Linked DNA regions of Pan troglodytes: region 1 is linked to region 2. The links are chromatin contacts, called in public Hi-C maps. All regions are on one chromosome and are shown on one strand. Each heading gives the region's core, a stretch centred on a gene start, on an enhancer-like site or on the middle of the called end of the contact. The rest is flanking DNA. Distances are from core to core; before and after follow the strand shown.

What was found. Hi-C and Micro-C count contacts between places; a contact is called where the count stands out from the background.
Region 1: a Hi-C map of stem cell-derived neural progenitor cells shows a contact between it and region 2, with 2.5 times the contacts expected there. The contact joins the enhancer-like site here to the promoter of SOCS3 in region 2. A contact is called at or near these places in 1 of 7 Hi-C or Micro-C datasets (stem cell-derived neural progenitor cells) and 1 of 1 datasets of contacts at active chromatin or transcription factors (stem cell-derived excitatory neurons).

What each region holds. Positions count from the first base shown.
Region 1 is chr19:91,728,043-91,731,811 of NHGRI_mPanTro3-v2.0_pri, reverse strand. All of the region lies in intron 1 of CYTH1 (cytohesin 1), which reads left to right. Among named protein-coding and RNA genes, the nearest start is that of CYTH1, 64 kb to the left of the region's middle. Within about 2 kb of position 2,496, at least 15 of the 24 cell types and tissues checked have an H3K27ac peak or open chromatin away from gene starts, as enhancers often do. A contact at or near this core is called in stem cell-derived neural progenitor cells, where this site is marked.
Region 2 is chr19:91,372,287-91,376,127 of NHGRI_mPanTro3-v2.0_pri, reverse strand. It overlaps SOCS3 (suppressor of cytokine signaling 3), which reads left to right and starts at 2,096. Exons shown (of 2, transcript XM_001157032.8): 1 at 2,096-2,695; 2 at 3,261-3,841. The coding sequence starts at 3,349.

The DNA of each region.
Region 1 (3,769 bases), core at 1,247-3,746, 360 kb before region 2:
TTGCCCTTTTGCAACTGGCTTAATGTCCTCCAGGTTCATCCGTGTTGTAGCATACATCAGAATTTCCTTCCTTTTTAAGGTACTAAGTTTGAAAAGTATTACTGTGTTTCTGACTCAGTGAGTGGGAAACTTAATTGGTTTCCCAAAGTAGATAGACTGTGTGAAGGTGTGAGCTCTTCAGTGTATTATTGGCAGAAAGTGTCACCTGGGCCTCCTGCTCTAGTCACACCCCTTTGCTACATCCATCTTTCTTCATCCTCTGATCCTAACATTTATCCTGAGGACTGTCTCAAAATTTCAGGCTTCCAGTAAAATCCTGGTGTCATTACAACTGTTTGCTTTACATCTCTCTTCCGTTACATTTTACCTGAAAGATACACTGGATTTTGGTTGCATTCTTATCCCTGCCTTAAAGATCTGACCCCACATATTTGTAATGTCAGCATGGAGTTTTGTGAAAGTTGAAAATTACTTTTCTCAGTGAGGGGAAAAAAGTTCCCCTAAACCAACCCATTCTCCACTTGCAGTAATGATCTGTAAGAACTTTATCTTTGACTCCTCGACTGTTTTTTTTTTTCTTGTTTGCTGCCTTACCTGCAGTTGTTAGCCATGCCTCACAGCACTGCCTTCTTATCCTATAGTTTTTAACTTACCAGATTTTGTATTATTGTGGGTCATTTTTATGTTCCCCAAGTGATATAAAAGCTGTAGTCATTTTAAACAGTACTCTGCTCAGGAAGCAACCTCTTAGCTTACTGTTTGCTTTGAGGCACAGATAGCCGAAGTAACTTGCCCAGGGTCATCCAGCTGGTGAGTGTGGCCCCAAGCTAGGCTTAGGACCCAAGACCACTCCCTGTAGAGTGGCAGTCCCCGGATCCGTCCCAGAAGTTGGGTGAGGCACCCATGCTGTGGATTCATACAGCCTTGTGCATGATCCCTCGTTAACATGCACACCTGAAGTCATCACCTTCTCAGTGGATGCTTCCAGGGACTGCTGCTCCTGCTGGAAGGAACCAGATCTGTCTCTTCAGTGTTGTACCCCCGCTGCCTTCCACCTAGTAGGCAAGCAGTAAATGCAGGCTGAATGCGTCAATGATGACATTGTTAGAAAGAAGCAAAAGAGGAAGACGAATTGGGTATGCAGATAAAGGAAAAACATTTGGCATTTGTTGGGCACCTATTTGTGCTCACAGCTTTATCTTTTCCGTCACGCATTCCTCACAACAGTGCTAATAACTGCAGTGCCATTTTACAGCTGGACAAAACTGAGGCCCAGAGAGATTAGCAGTTTGTTGAACATTGGTATGTCTCCAAAGCCTGAGTTGTTTCCAGTATTTTGAAGTTTTTCAAATTATAAGTCACTGGGATTTTCTGGGAGACAAAGTGTCTTACACCCATAGGGTAGTGCAGAGGGAGGTGAACACGCTGGTTTGTTTAAGGTCTAACTAGTAGGATTGACACAGGTATGTGGCGAGTAAGTGCTGAATACTGGAACCAGTGCTCAGGATATTTGGAGTTTCTTAGCCCTCATGCCATGATCACTGTATCTTTGGAGGTTGGAGGAACAAGATGGTTTCCCAGATGCGCGCTTTTGAACCCAAAGCCTGGTTTGTAAATAGCCAGTTGTTCTCCTCTGAGCAGGTGGCAGTTTCTGTAGAGGCTGTAGAAAAGCTGGGTGCTTTATTTCATTACTGCCACTGGTGTTTTAGGCAGAGCTTAAGGTTAAGAGAGAAGGAGCGTGTGTGTGTGTGTGTGTGTGTGTGTGTGTGTGTGTGTATTCAGTGTTTATGAAACTTCCAGGTCTGTAAAGGGGTGTGGCCGTGATTAGCATGAGGGCACCCGTTGGCAGCAGGCCAGCTGGAGGGGATGAAAAGGAAATGGCAATGACCTCCTTGGCCTGGGAGCAACTCTGACTAAGGTAGTTACCTTTTGTATATTTACCTTCTCCGCAAATGAGGGCTCACTCCTTAATTACTTTATAAAATGTTTCCCTGCGTTGTTGGTTTAAATATGGACCTTTTTATCCATTGAAAGGCAGAGGCTATAAGAAGGATGCTGGTTAATCATTATAGTGGAAAAAAATAAGGCAAGTGATGTATTTTAAAGGGGATTTAGGACAGTGTGGTCCTGGCAGCTGCTATGTGTCTGCCAAGCAGAACCTGCTGTCAGAGAGCTGCGTTTTCCATGGAACTTTATGGCATATCCCCGGGCATCTGCCTGTGGCCGGTGGAGCGCGGGTTGCAGGATTTTAGACTAGAGCCCGCCGTGTGCTCATGTATCGTCCTCTGGCTTGGAAAGAGGGCTCTGTCCCTTTAAGACAGTCCTCCTTTGTATGCCACTGGCTGGAACCCATTTCAGCTCTGGGTTTCTGCCGACTGTTAAAATCTGCAAAGCAACATTTAAATAAATAAATAAATGAAAGCTTCCCTTGTGTGGCTTTCCTATTCACAGCCAAGCACAATAGCGCCTTGTTGTTTTTGTCACTTTAATCCCCTTCATTAAATTGGAACCCTGGAAAGGAATGGTGATGGGGCTGATGCTGGACCGTCCCCCTGACTGCCAGCCGGACACCTTGCAGATTAACCTTTGTGGGCATGGATTCTGGGTGCCCCTCTGGCAATGGGCGAGGAGGGCGAGCGACCGGGTGGTGTGTCAGGGCGGCTCCCCCTCTGGTTTGTCTCCATTGTGCTCAGGCAGCTGGCAGGGACAACCTGCTGCCCTCCCCAGTGGCCATTCTTTTAAAGAGCAAGGGGTTCAGCCGCCTCCCTGGCACACCGCCTCCCTGGCACATAAGCATGGCTGCAGCACGTGGCAGTGGGGGAGGGAGGAGCTGTTTGTTGTGCTGCCATCTGGCCCATCTGAGCCGTTCTTTTGCAGTTTAACCCTAATGGCTACACAGGAGAGAAGCGGCGTGAATAGACGGGTTTCCCAGGGTGCGGACGGTGCTTTCCCAGAAACTCCCGGGCTGTGAGGTAGCCATGGGTATTTCTGACCACCACCTTTCTTGTTCCAGCTGTGGCCTTCGCAGCATCCTGAAGACACTAGCCAAGACTGTAGGAATCAATCACACCTCAGCTCTCCAGCAATAGTGTTGATTCTTCATGCTGCTAAATGAAATTAAGCATTTTGTTTTTGGATGTTTTTTCTGTCCGGGGCAGCATGAGAATGAAGGCTTGAATTAAAGATTTGATGTTGCATTGTTAAGTTTATGCAGAGGAAAATACTTATTAAAATATTAGATTTTGCCTCATCTCAGAATAAAATTCCACTAGAAAAATGAGGTGTAGTTCAGCTTTTTAAAATAAAGTTCTTGAATGATTGGTTGAGCCAGAAGGGAAGCAGCATTATGATTTAAAGTTAGTAAGTATGGAATGGAGAAGTAATTTAGCAGTCATGTGGCGAATTTCAGGAGATTGGATCAAAATAAATGTAGATAAATGTCTTACTTATTCTAGCTACAAATTAGCCAGAAGCGTTTTCTGTCTGACTCCAAGGACACAGAAGGGCTATCTTTTCTAGTGACCATAGTTGTACATTTTTAGTCTTTTGTTTTCAAATTGTCATAGTACATATGTATATGTATTTTAAAGCAAGTATTCAGGGGCTTATATGTCCTGTCTCTCTATTCCCAGACCCACTCCCCAAAGCAGCCACTATTAATTCACTTTTTTCTGCTTTTAGGTCTTCTAGTGGGTGCTGCCAAGTTCTTAAATTGGTGATTATTTTGTCAAAATCAAAGGTTATCTCCTGCCTTCTGCCTATGATGGAT
Region 2 (3,841 bases), core at 847-3,346:
AACTAACTGGGTTGCTTCTATTTCTATCACGCTTTGATGTGCAGAATCTTTTTTTTTTTTAATTTCAAATCTCTTATGGCAAAAGGTTCTTTTTCTTTCTTCCTTTTCTTTTTTTTTTTTTTTTTTTTTTTTTGAGACAGAGCTCTGTCGCCAGGTTGGAGTGCAATGGCGCGATCTCGGCTCACCGCAACCTCTGACTCCCTGGTTCAAGCGATTCTCCTGCCTCAGCCTCTCAAGTAGCTGGGATTACAAGCATGTGCCACCACACTCAGCTAATTTTTGTATTTTTAGCAGAGACGAGGTTTCACCATGTTGGCCAGGATGGTCTCGATCTCCTGACCTCGTGATCCACCCGCCTCAGCCTCCCAAAGTGCTGGGATTACAGGCATGAGCCACCATGCCTGGCCCTTTTTATTTTATTTTATTTTATTTTTTTTAACAGGGTCTCACTCTGTTGCCCAGACTAAAGTGCAGTGGCACGATCATGGCTCACCGCAGCCTTGACCTCCCTGGCTCAAGCGATCCTTCCACCTCGGCCTCCCAAGTAGCTGGGACTACAGGCACAGGCCACCACTCCTAGCTAACTTTTTTCTATTTTTTGCAGAGATGGGGGTGCTCACTTTGCTGCCCAGGCTGGTCTTGAATGCCTATATGCTCAAGTGATCCTCTCGCCTCCGCCTGCCAAAGGGAAGGAAAAGGTTCGGGCTCCAGTTTTACAGGTGGCAAAACGGAAGCCCAGAGAAACTGTGTGTCTTGTCCAAATCTCACTGAGTCCCCAGCACATGCTGGGGAGAGGTGATGGCACGGACTGAGGATACAGTGGCAAAGGCAGTGCGCACCTATCAATTCCAGGGCCGGCAAAAGGGCCAGTTCTGGGTTCTGGCATCCCAAGCTCCCTGTCCCTGGCGGCAGTCTCTTCCTTGCCTTTCACCACCTCATTATCCTGGTATCTAGGAAGAGCGCAGGGCCCCAGGCCCACAGCGTCTGCATCCCGAGAGGTGAAAATCTAAATGCCACGGAGGCAGCTCTCGGGTGTCTCCAGCACCACACAGCCCATTTGGGGACAAGATGACAAAACTTGCCATCCTTCATAAGGCTGGCCCCGGGTCTCCAAGCCCAAACTATCTACATCAGTGCCAACGTGACCAACAGCAAAGCAATCTTTCACCTCAATCACTTCCTCTCCTCCCCTCTACCCCCTCCCCGCCAGTGATCAAGTCCTCCCCCCACCCCAAGAGAGGCAGGGGGTCACATTCCAGGGGGTGTGGGCCATCTGGCAGTAGCCTGAACCCCTGAAAACTGCTTTCCGGAAATTCTCTCCTGCTAGAATTTTATTCCCAGGTCTGACCCCAGCCTGGGGTGTGAATTCCCCCTTCTCGGCCACCTTTCCAGCTCCGGAGACAGCCATTCCCGCAGACCCCTGGCGTGCCTATTCCAAGGCCTGGGCCGCGCAGCACCAAACTGCACTCCCCTAGGAGACCCCAGGGCGCCCTCTGGCGGACGCGGGCCGTAGGTTGGGGCCATCGTTCCACCTCGAGCTCTCCAGCCCGGCCGAGAGCACCTGGCCCAACCCACACCGGACCAACGAGGTTTGCAGACCCCAGTGCATGAAAGCGTCTTCATAGGGGAGGGGAGGGGGGCTCCACACTCGCGTCAGGGTTGGCAAAGAACCTGGCAGTGGGCCGAGGCTGGGTAGCTGCCACGAAGGGGCGTCCCCTGCAGCCCTGGGTCTCCCCTCTGGAATCTGCCCGCAGGTGACTGTCGCACGTCTCCAACCTCCGGCTCCCGGGTCTGACCCCAGCCCCGCTGCCTGGCTGTGGGGTAGCCCCACTTCCCTTTCGGCTGGCCCGGGCCGCCTGACCCGCAGTTGGGCCCTCGGGGAGGCCCGGGTGGCGGCGAGGGGGTGTCCCCACGGGGTCCGGGAAAAGGGGAAGGGGAACCGGGAGGCTCTCCAGGTCGGCCTCCTAGAACTGCCCGCTCTCCCGAAGCGGCGCCCCCGCCTCTGCCAGAAATTAGCCTTCTTAGAAGGGAGGGGGGTGGGGGGAAAGTGTGAATGAGAAGTTGGGGGCGGAGCGCGCGGCGGGGAGGGGCCGCTGCCAGGAACGCGCCGCCGGGGCTGGCGCCGCGCCCACCGGCCGCCTCGGCCGCCTCTCGTCGCGCTTTGTCTCCGCGCGCGTCCCTCCCGGTCCCTGCCCCTGCTCGCGGCCCGCCCTCGGCGCCCGCGGCCCCTCCCTCACCCTCCGCGCTCAGCCTTTCTCTGCTGCGAGTAGTGACTAAACATTACAAGAAGGCCGGCCGCGCAGTTCCAGGAATCGGGGGGCGGGGCGCGGCGGCCGCCTATATACCCGCGAGCGCGGCCTCCGCGGCGGCTCCGACTTGGACTCCCTGCTCCGCTGCCGCCGCTTCGGCCCCGCACGCAGCCAGCCGCCCGCCGCCCGCCCGGTCCAGCTCCCGCCGCGGCCCCTTGCCGCGGTCCCTCTCCTGGTCCCCTCCCGGTTGGTCCGGGGGTGCGCAGGGGGCAGGGCGGGCGCCCAGGGGAAGCTCGAGGGACGCGCGCGCGAAGGCTCCTTTGTGGACTTCACGGCCGCCAACATCTGGGCGCAGCGCGGGCCACCGCTGGCCGTCTCGCCGCCGCGTCGCCTTGGGGACCCGAGGGGGCTCAGCCCCAAGGACGGAGACTTCGATTCGGGACCAGGTAGGAAGGAGGAGCGCGGCGTGGGGAGGGGTCTCGCTCAGTCCCGGGAGCTTTTCCCGGTTTCCCCTCCCCTTCCCGGGTCATTCCCGGCAGGGAGGTGACGAGGTAGGGGCAGAGCGGATGGAAGCCGGAGATCCCAGGTTCCCGGAATACTCCGGCTGGGGCCTTCGGGCTTCTCCTGTCCCCTCCCTACCCCCGTGCCTCGGGTTTCTCCCTCCGTCCACACCGCCCGGGGCTACTGGACTGAGCGGCGCCCAGGCAGTCCCGGGGGCCCTTCTCCTGCTCCCCACCCGGCCACACTCCTGGAGACCTAACTTCCGCGCGCGAGTTTCCCACGCTGCGCCCTTGCAGTGCGCGCCTGGGAAGGGGCTGCCCGGGGCCACCCTGCCGGCAGGGGCGGGAGCCGTGCGGGCTCCGTGAGGCGCCTGGATCGGAGCGCGGGCCCAGGAGAGGGCCCCCGGGGCAGTGGGTGCCCCAGTCGCTCGGCGAAGGCAGGGGAGCCGGGGCGGGCCGGGCGCGCTGGAGGGTTCCGGGCACTCACGCGCTCGCGCCTTCCTCTCCGCAGCCCCCCGGGATGCGGTAGCGGCCGCTGTGCGGAGGCCGCGAAGCAGCTGCAGCCGCCGCCGCGCAGATCCACGCTGGCTCCGTGCGCCATGGTCACCCACAGCAAGTTTCCCGCCGCCGGGATGAGCCGCCCCCTGGACACCAGCCTGCGCCTCAAGACCTTCAGCTCCAAGAGCGAGTACCAGCTGGTGGTGAACGCAGTGCGCAAGCTGCAGGAGAGCGGCTTCTACTGGAGCGCAGTGACCGGCGGCGAGGCGAACCTGCTGCTCAGTGCCGAGCCCGCCGGCACCTTTCTGATCCGCGACAGCTCGGACCAGCGCCACTTCTTCACGCTCAGCGTCAAGACCCAGTCTGGGACCAAGAACCTGCGCATCCAGTGTGAGGGGGGCAGCTTCTCTCTGCAGAGCGATCCCCGGAGCACGCAGCCCGTGCCCCGCTTCGACTGCGTGCTCAAGCTGGTGCACCACTACATGCCGCCCCCTGGAGCCCCCTCCTTCCCCTCGCCACCTACTGAACCCTCCTCCGAGGTGCCCGAGCAGCCGTCTGCCCAGCCACTCCCTGGGAGTCCCCCCAGAAGAGCCT